3 separate regions of the Rattus norvegicus genome follow, and regions 1 and 3 are each linked to region 2. A link is a contact called in public Hi-C data. All regions are on one chromosome and are shown on one strand. Each heading gives the region's core, a stretch centred on a gene start, on an enhancer-like site or on the middle of the called end of the contact. The rest is flanking DNA. Distances are from core to core; before and after follow the strand shown. Region 1 overlaps LOC103693490 (a long non-coding RNA gene). Region 2 holds the start of Cbx8 (chromobox 8). Region 3 has its middle 49 kb from the start of Cbx4.

Evidence for each region. Hi-C and Micro-C count contacts between places; a contact is called where the count stands out from the background.
Region 1: a Hi-C map of liver shows a contact between it and region 2, with 2.3 times the contacts expected there. The contact joins the enhancer-like site here to the promoter of Cbx8 in region 2. A contact is called at or near these places in 2 of 12 Hi-C or Micro-C datasets (hepatocytes and liver).
Region 3: a contact with region 2 is called in a Hi-C map of kidney, with 2.1 times the contacts expected there. The contact joins the enhancer-like site here to the promoter of Cbx8 in region 2. A contact is called at or near these places in 3 of 12 Hi-C or Micro-C datasets (kidney and liver).

The regions. Positions count from the first base shown.
Region 1 is chr10:104,861,014-104,864,197 of GRCr8, forward strand. The region is part of intron 2 of LOC103693490 (a long non-coding RNA gene); the gene reads left to right. It overlaps LOC120095222 (a long non-coding RNA gene), which reads right to left. Exons shown (of 2, transcript XR_010055909.1): 2 at 2,203-2,815. Among named protein-coding and RNA genes, the nearest start is that of Cbx4, 21 kb to the left of the region's middle. Within about 2 kb of position 1,453, at least 20 of the 93 cell types and tissues checked have an H3K27ac peak or open chromatin away from gene starts, as enhancers often do. A contact at or near this core is called in liver, where this site is marked.
Region 2 is chr10:104,794,061-104,797,220 of GRCr8, forward strand. It overlaps Cbx8 (chromobox 8), which reads right to left and starts at 1,440. Exons shown (of 5, transcript NM_001034078.1): 1 at 1,358-1,440; 2 at 927-970; 3 at 673-738; 4 at 508-574; 5 at 1-99. The coding sequence starts at 1,426.
Region 3 is chr10:104,888,741-104,891,903 of GRCr8, forward strand. No RefSeq gene overlaps it. Among named protein-coding and RNA genes, the nearest start is that of Cbx4, 49 kb to the left of the region's middle. Within about 2 kb of position 1,336, at least 21 of the 93 cell types and tissues checked have an H3K27ac peak or open chromatin away from gene starts, as enhancers often do. A contact at or near this core is called in kidney and liver, where this site is marked.

The DNA.
Region 1 (3,184 bases), core at 203-2,702, 67 kb after region 2:
AATTAATTTAAAAATATAAACATGTTTTTAAAAAGAGAAGTCAGCATAGTAAGTGTTAATACTCTATTTGCTTATTCTCCGGCATCCAAATATTTTTACTTCAACATGGGGTCAATATAAACATTACGGTGGCGTCTTTCTTATCGTCGTGGCCCTTCGAAGTCTTGGCAGCCCCTCATGGATTTTGGCAGTCGGCACCTTTTAATTGCTCAGAAGCCATGTGTGCCTTGCGGTCTCCTTCCTGGACAATGTGGATCTGGGACTTTAATATTCACCGTCCAGACAATTATTCTGGGATCTGGCCCATCAGAGTCTGACGTCATCTCCTTCCAGGTCCCGTGGCATGAGGCACAGGTGCGGGGATGAGTGGCAGTGGTCACACAATCTCTTGCTCCTTAATCAGGCTTGGTATGTGACTTCTGGTCCCTCACAAAAGTGAACAGACAATGCTGGCCCCAGCTTGCCTCTGCAGGTGGCTACAAAGGTGGACATAGAGAACGAGGCAGGATAGATGACCTTCCCAGACTTCACTGGACCTGGATAGTCGCATCAGTAATATGCCATCTGCCCAGAACAGCTCTAGGCAAAAAAATCTCACCCAGAAGATAGCAATTTCCTGTGGGCTCTGGCGATGCCCGCCTGGCAGCGCGCAGGCGGCTTGCTCAGGTTTCCTCTAGGGAAGGCCTTCTTCCTGTCGAAGCATGGTCAAAGCTTCTGTCTCAGGCAGAGAGCCGCTGATGTCAGCAGGACCGGCCCACCTCTGCACCTCTGAGGTGTCTGTGGGCTGGTGCACCTCCCGCCCAGCTTGGCTTATCACTGACGTGGATGCTGTGTGCTGGCAGCCGAGGGTAATTATGGGGCTTGTCCTCAAGGACCAGTCTGCGCATGTGTCTCTCTCGCAGAGCTGGTGGCCAGGCAGGGCAGCCCGCAGCTGCTTGATTCCAGGAGGGCTGCGGATGTCCTGGTGGGGCGGGGCTCCTCTGGCCCCACCCACAAAGTTCTAGGATGCCCAGAATGGCTGTCTCTGCTCCTGTGCTTACCTGGCATCAGCACCTCCTGCTGCCCTGCCCTCTGCTTCCGGGGACATTTCTAGGCTGTCCCCGAACATCACATTTGAGATTTCTTATCTCATCTTGCCCACTACTGAGTTGAATAATCCCTTTGTCCTTAAACTCCTGTCCATCTTGGGACCTTGGAGTGTGACCTTGGCAGGGACCAGATCTTTTTCCACATAATCAAATTAAGATGAAAGCCCACCGAGAGTGGGCGCTTTGTTCAGTGTCATGGGTGTCCTCGGAGGAAGAAAGAATCTGGATACAGATATGTAGCATCCCTTCCTGGGATGACCAAGCAGAGATAGGAGCACTGCCGCTGCTAAGAAGCACCCAGGGCTGCTGTTCGCACCGCACGCTGGAAGAGGCAGCATTCCCCTTCCCTCCTGCAGGGCTCCACCCTTTGCTCACATCTGAACTTCAGACTCACACAGGCGCTCGCGCGCGCACACACACACACACACACACACACACACACACACACACACACACCACCCACAGGCTCCAAAGGGCAAGAGAACATGTCAGCGGTGTGGCTGTTTTGTACACCAAGCCAGAACTCTCATGCAGCCCTCTCCCCTGGGTTCTGCCCTGTGAGCAAGACTCTCCCATGAACCCTTCCTCCACTGACCCTCCCTCACTGACCCCCAACAGTGACCCCTGTTCTCTCCCCCCACTAACCTTTCACACTGAACCCCCCCCACTGACCTTCCACATAAACCCTCCTCCCACACAGATCCCCCATGCCGACCTTCCAACATTAACCCTCCTGTACTGATCCACCCACACTGACCCCACCACACCAAACCCCACACTGACCTTCCCCCATACTGACCTTCCCCCACACTGACCTCCCCCACTGACAGCCCCACTCACCCTACCCACCCAACACTGACCCAGCACACACTGACCTCCCTGCAACTGACCTCCCCCACACTGACCCTCTCCTACTGACCTTCCCACAATGACTTTCTCACATTGACCCTCCCCCCACTAACCCACCCTCGCCTGACACTGACCCCCCCCACACACACACATACTGACTCACACTGCCTGGCTCCTTGGCTAAGCACTGCAAAGCCCCAGCAGGCTAGGGCTGACACCAACTCCCCCAGCAGTCTCCCTGAGCCACACACATCTTGGGGGATAATGGTCTTCAGGATTCCAAAGGATTTATTTGAACTCTAAAGATGCTGATCTATCGAGCTAGAACCCCGCATTTGACAAGCGAGGTGATCAAGGCGCCAGTCCTAACGGCATTCTCTGGAGATTAACCTGGCAGCTGGGGTGCGGTGGACAAGAACGGGCAGCAGAGAGCATGTTATTACGACTTCAGCGCGCAACGCAGGAGTCAAGGTGGTGGCAGGGCTGGAGGTAAAAAGATCCAGGCCTCCTGCAAGAGCAGAGCATGCTCCTGAAGGAAGAAACACTTTGTGGGGACGGTGGTCACAGGCACAGGTAGAGGGGCTGGGCGGTGGGTAGTGGATGGGGTGGGACAGCAGTCGGATGGTCTGACTTGCAGCCCTGCCTCTCCCAGATGCAGATAGTACCCAGATCTTAAGTCCTTGCTTGGACCGTGACAGTCACTTACAAAGCCTAACACACACACAGTGCCTCACTGACTCTGGTGCTTAGAAGGATGATGAACCTTCGATGCCCTGGTACGGCACTGTGCTGCTGTGGGCTGTCTGGATTGCAGAGTAGGTTTGAGTCACCGTCTGTGGAAACCCAGCAGAAGGTCAGTGGCAGCCTTCGGGGAGTATCTGAGGAAGGAAGTCACAGAAGGGATGGATGTAGGCCAGAAAGTCCCCGAGGGCACAGCAAAGGAGACTGATGGAAGGAAGGAAGTGGGGACTTTGGGGAACCCATTCAGAGCACAAAGAGGGGCTCTGGGGATGGAATAAGAGATTTTGAATAGACCAGTTTGGGGCAGTGGGGAATCATGGAGAAACAGACAAAGGCACGCACACACACATGCTTACACACGGACACTGGACTGAAGTGAACATCTGGTGGTGTCAGTGTGGACAGAGAACAGAGGGAGGAAGAGGTAGTCGTCTTGGCAGGAGGTCAGCAAAGGGGTGCATGTGACAAGGAAGACCGCAAGGGCTGGAGCAAAGGGAAGAGATGAT
Region 2 (3,160 bases), core at 190-2,689:
TGCCAAATCCTGGGGAGAGCGGCCTGGGTAAGGGATCCGGATGCCTCTGGTAGAGTCGCTTCTGAATTCATAGGTTTTGGCCTTTGCCTTGGCCTGGGCCTGCAGAAGGAAGGTGTTGTGAGGAGAGAAGAGCCCCGCCCCCCACAAGACCTCTAGCCTCGACTGCCCAACTTTCCCTGGATGCCTGGGAAATTCTAATTGAGTAATGCCTTTTGGTAGTAGTCTGGGGGCGGGGGGGGGGGATTTGTCTGGAAGCAGCCATTTGCAACCAACAGACTCCTTGTATAACATTATAGGTCTACTTGAGGTGATTGGAGAGGGAAATAAAGGCCTTCTGGGGCAGCTACGTCCCACCTCTAGAACCCCTCGATGCTGCCACAGACTGAAAACATGCTGTCAGAAGATGCCCACTTCACAAATAAGCAAAGGGCAAGGACACCCACTGGTTTACAAACCCAGCAGATCCTCCTTGAACGTCACCCTCCACCACTGGAGACTGCAACATACCTTGAGAAGGAAGGTTTTAGGCTTGGGTCCTCGCTTTTTGGGACCATAGAGCTCCATCTCCCGTTCCCTAAAGAAAGAAAAGAGATAGAAGAAGGGGGTGTGTCCTGGCTGCACCGAAGTCAGCCTGTATGGGTTCCAGTGAGTGGCTGGGCTAAGGGTCTGTACCTTTCTTCAAAGGCTGCAAGGAGGCGAGCATCAAGAATATTTTCTTCAGGCTCCCACGTGCTGTACCTAAAGGAAACCAGGAAGAATCAGTCATCAGTCCCTGGAGCAGGAGAGAGAGGAGGGAGTGGAGGGCGGGTATGTGTGTGCAACTTTTCCGGCTGCCTTGTGTTGTATTTCAATGTGAAGGGGAAAAGAGGAAGAAAGAACCCTCCTCGATATCAGTGTGGGGTTGCGATTGCATATAACCTACTTACTTCTGCGACCAGCCCTTCCATTTCACGAGATATTCCATGCGTCCCTGAGGATGCAAAAGGGAAAATGCATGTGTATGTGTGTGCGTGGGGAGGAATGCATGACGAGGACACAAGAAATACACACGAAAATGCATGCACCAAATGAATGCTCCAAACACTGCCGCCAAAGGAACCAGCCCACTGCAGCACCGCTGCAGAAACGCTGCACAAAGTGCATGCACCGGCATTCATCCCCCACCCCGCCCCCCATCCATGCAATCTGTGCAGGGCTGCAAGTCTAAGGAGAGCGCTGGGGCTGAGCCGCCGCCGCCGACACGGCCGCGGCCGCTGCTGGGACCTGGGGGAAGGGAGGCTGGGCTGCAGCAGGGGGAGGGAGCCCCGGCCCTGGTAAGGGAGGGCCCGCGCCGCCGCCCGCCTTCCCCTTCACCTACTTTGCGAATGCGCCGCTTCAGGAGGGCTTCGGCCGCGAACACCCGCTCCCCCACCGCCGAGAGCTCCATGTTGACTCGCCGCTTCCCCCCTCAGCCGCTTCCAGGAGCAGAAAAGCAGCAGCCAGCCCTCGACAGCCCATAATACTCTCCCGCTGACGTCAGTTCTCCTCCCTCCCCCGCGCACTCTCCCTCCCTGCCCCCTCCCAGCTCGTCCTCCCGCCCCACGTGTTGCTAACGACGTTGCTAAAGCCAAGCGTCCTGGGCCCGTTCTGCGGGCGCTGATTGGACTAGCGCCCGGCCACGCCCCTCTCCCCGTCTCCCCTGCGTTGCTACGTGACCTGTGTTCCAATCGCCAGGGGGAGGAGTCTCCGTCCACTCCAGAGACCCAGAAGGTGGGGGGGGGGGAGAGTGCCGTCAGCGGAAGTGACGCGAAGCGGGGCGGGCCCGACTGCTGTCAGTCTGCACGGCTGGACAGGGGGCCGCTGCCCTAAGCTCCGGGCCCTGCCCCCCTGCCCGACTGCCCAGCGGTTCCCCGGGTGCATGGCTTGCCCTGTCCCCGCGGAGCCCTTAGGGCTCCCCGCGTAGGTGCCAGTCAGGAGCTGCCCCTCTGCAGACCCAGGCCCTTCCCACCTGCCCATGCCCTGCCTGGCGCCATCCTCTTCGCCCGCCGCCGGTGCAACACAATGCACAGGTGCTGGGGCGCAACGAGCCGCGCCCGAACCCCTGGACCTACGTCGCTAGCGCCGAACCTACTAATTTCCTGACCCCTCCCTTGCGGCCGCACACCCTGGGTCTCCATGGCAACGCCCCCTCCTCCCTTCATCACCAGTCCCATCCAGCTAACAAATCAATGAGCCTGCTCTTGGTCTCCAGTCGCACAGTGCTGCCCGCGTCCACCCTCCGGGTCCTGCGAGCTGCCGTGGGCGCTTCTCCCGGCTCAGAAGCCCAAAGCAGACTGGTGCATGCCGATGTTTACCGCCTGAATCCATCCTGGACCGAGACCCTGCAGGAGGGGTCGCGAGCCTCCTTTTGCCACCTCCATTGTCCCCAAGTCTCAGTTACCCTGACCCAGCTTCTGTCCCTGGCCCAGCCCACTCCACTCCTTGGCCCTGAGAGAAGTCAACCTGGACATGTCTGTCCCGGCCTGGGTGGGTTTAGGGAATCTATGACCATCGAGGCAGAGCCTAGAACCTGGCTAGATTGGGAGTGAGCGGCTGGGGGCGCCGCGGCTCTACTCCAGACTTGGGTGCGGAGCTAGTGCACTTTCTGTCTTGGGCTCTTCTAGAAGACGTAAGCGGAGGACACCCGACAAACAGCGGCGTGGAATTTGAGGGGTGTGGCGGTATCTAGTACGGCTTGGAAGAGGGGGGTTCCCAAGATGGCAAGTCCCAGGTAGGGGATGACGGTCGTGCAGAGACGCCTAAAGTCCCTCACACACCTGCGGACACTCAATAACCTTTCGCTCCTAGGCTCTCCTTCCTCCCCTCGTGGTAACCCCTGTTGAGGAGCGGAGGTTCAACAGCGGCTATCCCCACATTTCTCTTTTACTACCCAAGCTCCAGATCACAGAGCCCTTCCCACCCCTCCGACTCCTTGGAACACACAATTTATTTAAACCACTGTATCAACTTGGCTGGAAGCAGTTTCGCCTGGCCAATAAGGGGTTGGAAAAAGGGGAGAGAGAAAGTTAAAGAACGACGAAGACGGGGAAACAGCGAACTAAGGAGTCTGTTTCGAAAGGCAGGAAGCCCAGAGCACAAAGCTGGCCTCGGGTCCAAGGCGCTGCGCACTGCATGCGAGCCG
Region 3 (3,163 bases), core at 86-2,585, 95 kb after region 2:
AATCACCTGTAACTCCAGTTCCAGGGGCTCCGATGCCCTCTTCCAGCCTCTGTGCTTACAAGGCAGGAATGTGTTGCAGAGATACATGTATGTACAGGCAAAACACCCCAGGCACCGAAATCAACAGGGAAGAGCCTCGAGGACCTGGCTCAGTTAAGTGTGTGCACACACAAGACACCTGACATGGCTGTATGGCCTCCACACGCTGTGCACAAACACAAAAGCAGGCACCCATGCACACACCACACCCACCTCCAGAATAACCAAGACAAAGACGTGGCAAAGGCTTCTGATTGACATGATTGAGCATGACTGACAGGCGCTGCAGAGCGGTGGGAACGAGGCAGACAGACCCACAGTGGTGGCGACTTTCCTCCCGGGTGATAGGAACACTTCGGGCACACACCAGCGATGGCCGTGCAACCCGGGGTGTGCATAAATGCCTTGCAGTCAGTCATATTCTTGGAAATGGGGACAGTGACATTCAGAAGTCATCTCTCCAAGGATTGGGAGATGACCACTCAGGAGCTAAGAACACGTGCTGCCCTTACAGACTTGGAGTCCATTCCCAGCACCAACATGGCGGCTCACAAACATCTCTTAACTCCAATCCCAAGGCGATATGGCTCCCTCTTTGGACCTCCCCAGGCACCAGGTACACAAGCATTGCCACATACATGTAGGCAAAATACTTGTATACATAAAACAAGATAAATCAGTCTCTTAAAAAGAGAAAAAAGAAAATAACTAAACTGCTTAGGCATTTCTGTCCTACACTTCTGTCCATCCTGTCTCTGCAGAGCTGGTCTGTGGTTATGCTCAAAAAAACAAACAAACAAACAAACCAAAGAAAAACCAACAACAACAACAACAACAACAACAACAAAAAAACCACTCACAGCTACGAAGAAATACTGTGATACCCTACCACCAGCAAGAAGGTCACCTCCCTCAGGAAGCCTTCCCACCCACCCTGGTGGCCCTCGGAACACCGTTGCCAGCCCTGCATTTGTTCAGACCACCCGCCTGAACCTGACCATGAGCTGTAGTCACAGGTCCCTGGCTATTTACTCTGCAAAGTCTCCACTTGGGCCAGTCCCCTACCTCGTTATGCTTGGCTCTATTCATGCAGCTCTTGGGTGCTGTCATTTAACCCCGCCAGGCATGGTACAAACAGGTTTTCAAGTCCTCTTGGCTCCCTCAAACCCGGGCTCCCTCCGGACAGCAGCTCTGATCTAAGCAGAGCTCTCTTTGGCCTTTCAGAGCTTCACCTGGGAGGCTCTGGGCCTGCTGGGCAGTTTCTTTAGGTTCCCACTGCTGCTCAGGGATGGGAGGTCATTGACTCCAGGTCCTTTCTTGCAGTGATCGATTTCCAGATTACACACTGTCTACAGAAGGCTACCCAGCGCAGACGGGCAAGCCCAGTAAAGGCAGTTCCCAGTCTGTTCTGTGGTCTCTCACATAATCTCCTCTTCAATCCATTCTAGCCCAAAGCCTCTTCCTCTCACTCAGGAGGATATTCTTCCCCATCTGTCTCAGGCTTTCTCTGGGTGTGAGGGCTTAGAGATAGGGCTGTGAGGAGGCCTCCTTAGCTCATGCCCCAGTGGGTGGGGAATTGATTGTACGTCTAGCCATGAACAAATCCCATTTCTTCTCCAAAGTAACCACACCAGGAAGACCCAGTGAGCCCAGCAGACAAACAAGCAGAAGCTGGTCAACACCGAGTCCTTGAGGATGTTGGTTTCTTTTGCCGTCTGTGCCCCCAGGCATGATGCTAAAGTCCTCTGCACAGGCTTCCGGTTAGCTAGGGATATCCAGTGTAGACAGTCACCAAGGAGCAGAGAGGTAGGACCTGATGACAGTCTCTGTCCCCTATACCAGACACTGGAACCTGGATGGCTTCTCTATTCTGGCCAGGCCACCAGGGCTCCTGCCAAGTCCTCTGGGGCGGCTGCCAAGTCCCTCCAGCAGCAGCAGTAGCAGCAACTGCAGAACATTCTGAGAAATCCCCTGTGGGGTTTTCTCTAGAAACCTCGTGAGGCAGGAAGTGCCTTGGGGCCCTGGCCCTGGCTGAAGTAGCAGGTGGCACGTAGAACTCTTGGGGGGCTGGAGAGCTTTAGCTAGGGGCCAGACTGATGAGCAGAGAGGTAGCTTGGGAGGCCTAGCCGGGGCTTCTGACTGTGGACACACTTCGATGGCTGTCTGGATTCCACCTGACCTATTTACAGAGCTGGTAATGCTCAGAGTGAGGCACCCGGGTGGGTCCACAGGGGCTGGACCAGAACTAGTCCAGGCCACTGTTTTCAGGACATGGCTGAATGGTGCTCCCTATGGCAGCAAGTGACTCCCTGAAGGTGCCGTCTGAATACCTTTCCCACCCAGCAACTCTGTCACCCTGGAGTCGCTCAAGCCCCAGCCATGGCAGGAATATAAGTCACCAACTTATCCTGTTTCGTCAACACTGAATCTTAAAAAAAAAAAAGAAAGAAATGTATTTTGTTCACAAGAAACCGAGTATTTTAAACACGGCCTGTGAGCAGCCCTCTCCATTAGACACAGGAAACAGCTATCCTGAGACTTCCCTCTCTCACCTCCCTGGTACCTTCAGGGTGGGAGTGAGGGCTTCTCTGCTACTCTCTCCAGAGCCCCCACTGCCCTTCAACTCAAGGGCCACACTGTCACCTGAACGAATGACTCACAATGGGATCCATTATAGTCCCAAAGCCATCAGAGAAAGAGAGTAGGGCTGGGGAAGGGGGGGGGGTGTCCCGCTGTTCTGCTGCACCAGCAGGAGCACAATCAGTCATTGTGGTCCTGTTAGAAGTCTGGGTGATAAGGACAGAGGCAGGAAAGGAAACCAGGCCTTGTGAACCAATTGCAAAACAGAACAGAAGGTTCAAGGACCCGAGATAGTAGAGACCACGCCAGGGACTCGGGACGGCCCCCTCCGCCCTCCACAGCAGCTCTGCAGACTCCTGTGTCTATCTCTCTTCACATCCTGTGCCCCAAGGGGGTCAGGACAGTGAGATGGCACCAACCCAGAGTCTGTCTCCCACTCTAAGCTGGCAGCCACATACTGACTACCCTGTATCCCATTTGTGTCCAGTGTAGACAGGAAACAGAGGCAGGGAGAGAGGCTGCCATTTCTAGGGCGTGAGCTTGG